Linked DNA regions of Rattus norvegicus: region 2 is linked to region 1. Evidence: chromatin contacts called from public Hi-C data. All regions are on one chromosome and are shown on one strand. Each heading gives the region's core, a stretch centred on a gene start, on an enhancer-like site or on the middle of the called end of the contact. The rest is flanking DNA. Distances are from core to core; before and after follow the strand shown.

Evidence for each region. Hi-C and Micro-C count contacts between places; a contact is called where the count stands out from the background.
Region 2: a Hi-C map of prefrontal cortex shows a contact between it and region 1, with 2.8 times the contacts expected there. The contact joins the promoter of Bltp1 here to the promoter of Trpc3 in region 1. A contact is called at or near these places in 3 of 12 Hi-C or Micro-C datasets (Schwann cells, frontal cortex and prefrontal cortex).

Annotation. Positions count from the first base shown.
Region 1 is chr2:121,474,068-121,477,519 of GRCr8, reverse strand. It overlaps Trpc3 (transient receptor potential cation channel, subfamily C, member 3), which reads left to right and starts at 1,697. Exons shown (of 12, transcript NM_001415005.1): 1 at 1,697-2,023. The coding sequence starts at 1,845.
Region 2 is chr2:121,634,802-121,638,253 of GRCr8, reverse strand. Bltp1 (bridge-like lipid transfer protein family member 1) reads right to left here and starts at 1,931. Exons shown (of 86, transcript NM_001371241.1): 1 at 1,842-1,931; 2 at 635-733.

The DNA of each region.
Region 1 (3,452 bases), core at 448-2,947:
GGCTTTGAAGTCCTTCAAAGACGGAATCAAAGGGGATCTGGTAACTCAACCGGGGAAATTAACACTTTCACATGAAGGCAACACATGAAGGGATTCCTTCATTTCCATCTTCCTGAAGCAGAGGTCAAACTAAGTGCCATTGCTTCCTTAAACATACGCTTGCTTACTGCCAGTGCAAGGAATCCAGGCTGCTTTGTGTGCTTTTGAAGAGGTAATTGAAAGGGATCCACAGTTCTGTACGTTTGTGTCTTGAGTTCAGAAAGAACTGTTTCTCCACGAAGCACAGCAGCCACTAAATAGTGTTAGAAGTGAAGAAACTATTTCTGTCATTCTTCCAGGATACATTGTAGATGCCATCTGCCCGACTGAAGTGACTGAAGTAACAGAACGTCTTGAATACTCTGGGTCTGAGGGGAGCTTCCCTGGTACCTGCTTACCTGGGGGCAATCCACTCAGTCTGTCTAAGCTGTTAGCACCCACATCTGTAAGAGGCATCCATGCTGGTGAATAACTCAGAGATGGAGGCATACAGGCATGTGGCTTGGGTTCCATTCCCAGCTTCCCGAACAAACAAATATGGTTAAAATAACAAGATACCTAGGATTCTCTGGTCCCAAAAATTCCCATTCATCATCCCAGAAATTTGAACAGCCTTGAATTTTAAAGTGCATTCCTTTAAGTTTTAAAAATCATTGTGTGTGGGGGAGAGGGTGTTTCCAGTCCCCACACCCTCTTTAAAGTCTGCTGTGGTGGCACAAGCTGGGGAGGTAGAGATAAACAGATTTGTGGCTTCCTGACCCTCAACCAAGCCTGTCCTAATCCAGAAGTCTGAGGTCTATGTGAGAGATTCTGTTTCAAAAACCAAGGTAGATGACCCTATGGAAGGATACCAGAATTTAACCTCTGACCTCACAGACCCCAGCACACATATGTGCACCTGCCGCTGTAATTTAGGGAGGCTGGGACCAAAGGATTGCTGTGAGGCATGGTGTGGACCAGCTTGTGCCAGATACTGACTTCCATACCATCCTGGGCCACAGAGTGAGACCTTGTCTCAAAAAACAAAAAAACAGGGGTTGGGGATTTAGCTCAGTGGTAGAGCACTTGCCTAGCAAGCACAAGGCCCTGGGTTCGGTCCCCAGCTCCGAACAAAAAAAGAAAGAAAGAAAAAGAAAAAAAAAACAACTACAATTTTCTCCCTCGAAAATGCTTCTTGAAAAATACAGAGCTCGAATTAGCCTCCCACACCTTTAGAAATTGACCCGCTGTGAGGCACAGGGACCCAGGAACCGCACTTAAACTCCCCCCCCCCCCCCCCCGTGGATTCTGCTAAGCCAGACAACAAGGAACAGGCAAGGCTTTGCTTTGGTGATCTGAATAGCTGAGCATGCATTAAAAAAACAAAAAACAAAAAACTAACAAGTGGAGGATTCCTTTCCCTTCGCTAGTACACTTGTGTCTACAGATGCAAGAGGGGTCTGGATCTCTGGTAAAAAGGAGGAAAGGAGGGTGGAGAGAAGTTTCTGCTGTTTCTCAGCTCCCCACCTGCTGGTCTGTCTGATTCCTGCGCAGCGCTGTCTGCGAGGGACTGGTCTCCCCTCCTCCCATCCCTCCTCCCTCCTCCCTCCTCCCTCCTCCCTCCTCCCTCTCCTCGCAGGGAAACCGCGCCGTCTCGCCGCGATGCTGTCGGACCGGCAGACCACGCACAGCCGGCATCGCGGCCGCGGACCCCGAGCTCCGCTGCAGGTCGCGCGCTCGGCCCGGGCGGCCCCGGCGCCGCGGCCCGGGTGCTTGACTCAGAGCGGCTGGGCTGCTGACTGCGGGCGGCAAGGAGCTCGGCCGCTATGTCCACCAAGGTCAAGAAGTGCCGGGAGCCCGCGAGGGTGACCTTGCCCGCGCCGGAGGAGGAGGATGGCGAGGCCGAGGGAGCCGAGCCGCAGCGCCGCCGCCGGGGCTGGAGGGGCGTCAACGGCGGGCTGGAGCCGCCCTGCCCGCGCGCGCCGCCGTCCCCGGGGCCCGACGCGTGAGTACCGGAGCGCGGCCGAGCGGGGTGGGTGGGACCGGGACCGGGATCGGGACCAGCTAAGCGCGGCGGCTCTCCTCTTCCCAGGAGGATTCAGGCTCCGCACCCGGGTCCTGCTGAGCCGGGCCCAGCCGGGCTCATGAGCACGCACTGCCCGCGGACCATCACCGACGGCGGGGCTCGGGGAGAGATAGCGAGGCCACCAGGGCTAGGATCTCCGGACTCGAACCGGGAGCTGCTGGGAGGTCGTGGGCTGTGACTGTGTGCACAGGACCCGCCGCTGCTCTGCGCCTCTCCGGCTTGCCAGGGTGGAGGACAGGGAGCGGAGCTCGGCGTGGCACAGCGCGGTGCGGAGTGCAGAGTCGGACGAAGGCGTCCCTCACGTGCGTGCTCACATCCAAACCCCAGGGCAGCGGCTCTCACAGTCACTTAGGGTCAACTTGGGCTATGGGGTCCCAGAAAGCTCAGAGCTAGTGACTCCCCTGCCCCTCCTTCCCTCCAGTTCTGACTTTTTCCTTCGCCACATCTCTGCTTGCTTCTCTTTTCCTCTCTGCAAAAGTAGTAGTTAACAAGCAAATGATTGAGAAAAGAACCTGTTCATTCCAACAATACAGCGCCCGGCCAGCTTCCAGAGGCAAAGATGCAGAGGGCGCTGCTCTACTCTCCTCGGCGGAGCGCTGCACATGCGGGAAGAGTGTTTGAGTGGAAGGGGTTCAGGCGTGGGAACCCTGGTGTCAGTCGTGGCTCCTCTGCCAGAGGGCAGGTGGCTTTCCTGTCGGGGGACAGGCTCTGCAGCGCCGCCTGCTGCCAGAAGTCTGTCCGCTTGCCGGGTCCGCGGTTTGGGGAGGTTGGATGGTGGAGGCCAGGCCAGGCTGGATTTAACCAGCTGGTAGGGACCGGAACCTAAACAGCAATGAGTGACAGGGAGCAGATCATTCAGGAAGGGTCCTGATTTAAAATCAGCTACGCCTCTGGGAGGAAGTCAGTAACTGGTGAAAGAGCATACCATAGAAATGGTCCAGGAAATAGAGAGAAGGCTCATCCTTTGGGATTACATCCCTGTCTGCTCACTTCCACCCTCCAAAGTTTCGGAATATTATCTACTTTTTCCTTATGTTTCCACAAACCCCAGAAGTTGGGGTTTATGAGCTTGTATAGCTTCTTGATTTTTACGGAATTCTATTACCTTAAATAACTGGTATATGGGGAACTTAATTATCTGTGGAAGTAGGGCGGATTCGGAATTATGGCTCTCCCTTCTGAAGTTTGAAGTCAGTTACACAAAGTCCGTGAGTGGGTTCCACCGGAGGCTCACTACCCGATTGCCGAGATCACCACATCTGCTGACTTTACACCAGGCAACAAGTGTGTGTTCGTTAATTTTAAAGGTTAAGAGAACTTAACACTCTCCCCATTTGCATGACACTGG
Region 2 (3,452 bases), core at 682-3,181, 160 kb before region 1:
TCTTCATACAGCAAATGATTCAAGAGAAACAAAATGCTTCTTTTTCTCCTATCATTTTATTTTTATCAGAATTTCAATCTTTCCCAGAAGCTTAAAATAATGTCTGCTATATACTACTCTATAAATAGCTATTAAATGAACTAAATGGCTTTTATCCATGTCTTTTACTATTCTCTATGGAACCCATAATTTTTTTTAAAAAATGAAAACACTTCAAGTTGGGTAATTGTTGCAAGTCTATACCAAGAAGCTGAGGCAGGAGGATCTCTAGCTCCAGGCAAGTCTTGGCTGCAGAGATCTTTATCTGTGCTTAAAAAGCAAATTACTACAACAATGACAAGCACTCAAAATGAGAAATATTTATATTTCCCTTTGTGCATATAAATGCAAAATATAAATGCAAAAGATGAGCATACTAGCACTTGCAATGATTTCCCTGGGCTTTGTTCTGCCAATATAAAAGTTAAGTACTTAAGTTAATTATCAATCCGATATCAGCAGTCCAAAATGCAGATGGAATGATTTGTGGGTCACAGATGGACTGAATCACAAATGAAACCTAAAATCAACTTTTCTCTATCTGGGCTTTAATAAGAATTTAGATTTATTTTTAATCTTAGGAAAAAATACTTACACAAGGTTTTTTGTTTTATTTTGTTTAGTTTTTTAATCTTCAATGTTGTTTATCGTTCCTCTTCTGAAGGTCCTTCTGCAGCGCGTCATCTTAACAAGTCTGTAAAGAGAAGCATGTCAACCAAAGAGAAAAGGTATCCGAACTTTGTTGGAAGAGTAACCTTTTCGAATTAAACTATTTAAACACACCAGGAAACTCTTCAGAATTGGTCCAGTATTACATCTCCTTGTAATAAGAACTCCTAGACCTCAAATAAGACTAAACTAACCTCAAAGCCACTTTATAAGTAAAGGGAACATAGGAGACGATGAGGTAGGAGTCAGGATGCTAATGGTGAAGGTCTACCTGTAAGGCACACTTAAAAGGGCAGCCTGCAAAGAGTTTTTCTACTGACACCGAGTCTCTGCTGGAAAGAAGTGTGCCTTTCATCTTCTACTCTGGGCACCTGGCACATTTTACCACAGGGCACTGGCCTTGCAAACTCTTAAGGTATTTGGGCAATGGGGTGGCATATTGACTGACGGGCCATAAAGTGAGAAAGCCAGGTTTGAAACAGTTCTGTTCCAAGATTCTCAGCTACAAAGGGGGGGGGGGGATTTCACTTAATAGCACTGTTACAAACTGTATGAGCACATATTAAAATAGCGCCCAGCAATCATTGTTAAGTCAAATATTCTGATTAATTCATCCACTTTTACACTTGTCAGACTAAATATGCTTCATTTCCATGCATGAGATGAAAGCAGCAACGCGAAACCACCTGAAACCTACTTTCTCAGTTCCAGAACCCATGACTGCTCAGAGGAAATTTACAAGAATTCGTTCCCTTTAACAGACATCCCACTGTCAACACCATAACCAATGGGGCGAGGAAGGAAGACAACTAATATTCCCCGGATGGAAGATAATCGTTCCGGACCCTCCTCTGGCCAAACAGATGTCCACTCAGGTGTGTCCTACTAGACGAGGGCCGTGCCATCCCGGGGCGCCCGGCCCTGCCCACCCCGCCAGATCGGCGCGCGCCTGCCCGCAACCCTGGCACTTGGCTGTCAGAGCCTGCTAGGCCTCCACCTTAACCTCCGACCTCCGATCCCAGGCCCGCGCCACAGCCGCGACCCCGCAAACCTTCCAGTCTCACCCGGAAAGGCGCTGCCCACCTCACCACCTCCCAGCCATCACCGCGCGCAGCCTCTCGAGCTCCTCTCACCTGACAGCGCGGCAGACCCTAGTCCGGACCTCCGCTGATGCCTACACCCTCAGCCTGCAGCAGGTCCAGCTCGGGCCGGCCGCCTCGGACGCCCATAGGGCGGAGGAGCAGAACCGGGGCAGGAGCCGAGGCCAGCGGCACTGCAGCTGCGTCAACCGGCAGCGTACCACGTCAGGGCGCCAGCGCCTCAGGGTACGCCACTCTGGCCCCGCCCAAGAACCGAGTCGGCCCCGCCCCTCGCTGGCACGGAGCAGGGACGGAGAGGCGCCGCCTGGACCGGGGGCGGGGCCTAGGGGAGGGCGGGGCCTGAGCCTAGGAAGGCCCTGGGCGGAGGGACAGGGCTTAGGCCCTAGGGATGAGACCTAGGTCAAGGGGCAAGGCCTGAGCTTCTGGACCAAACTAGAGACTAAAGTTGGAACCTGTGCCCTAGAGGCGAATCCTGCTTGACAAGAGAAAAGGCCTGAGCGGAGGGGCGGGCCGTGTCCAAAGGGCGTAGCCTAGTCTGAGAGATACAGCTCACTATTGATTTGAAATCCACCTTGTTTCAGATTCCAAGTAGGGAGGTAAACACCGTCCCGGTAATGTAGACAGTATAATCAACATAGGAAAAGGAAGCCAGAAAAAAGAAGAGTCTGGTAGCTGTGACAAGAGATGAGTTCTCACGGAAGATGCATGTGAAACTCTGACGTAGTAAAATCAACCAAATACTTTATTATTCTAATAATGAGCATGATTTGTGCTCGCCCCTCTGAATGCCATTTGGCACGGCTAACAACTTCCTAAATTAGATGTATAGGACAGAGAGATACTTGACCTGTGTGTTTCTGATGTGCAAATTGTATAAAGCAAAGCATTGGACAATCTTGGCTGCATGAAAGATTTGACATTGCTTGGAGCAGAGTGGAATGTGCTTATAAGACAACTGGAAATGGAAACTGCAAAATCTAACTGTTGAGAGGGACTTATGTTACTCCCTTATGTTCCTTAAGTTCTACAAAGAATGTTCTTGTCCTCCTTGTCTTCCAATTCACAAATCAAAAACCTAAGGCTCAGGAAGTTGAAATCTTTGTCAGTTTAGAGAGTTAGGATTTGAACCCAAGCAGCATGGCTTCCAGTTCGTTCTCTATGCAACATGTTAATATCTAAGCCTCTGGTTCTAAGAGTTCAGGACACTCAACATTTCCACAAGAGGGTGGGAGCATAAACTTTTAAACAGATGTGAAGCCAAATGTAAGACTAAAAAATAAAGTCTTAGCACAAGTTCTTTGAACTAGAAGCGACTGAGATATGATTCAGCTTCCCCAGAACAAAACTGAAGCTGAATTGCTCGAGAGATAAGAGGAAGATCTTAGGATGTCGAGGAGAGAAGTGTAATTCACTGCAGACTTCCTCTACAGCGAGTGAGAAACTGGAGAATCTGCACACTTACGTTTCTCCTTCTCATCCCCACGACTAAGACCCGGCCTGAGCTACAGGTGTAAAAGAGATGACATCATCAAGATGAATTATTCATTGTAGAGCCTTTCTAGTCCAACAGCCCATAACCCTGTGAAGATGATTAAGCCAAGAGAGTTTGTGTAGCAATACTTCCTGGCTCCTGAACCTTTCCCC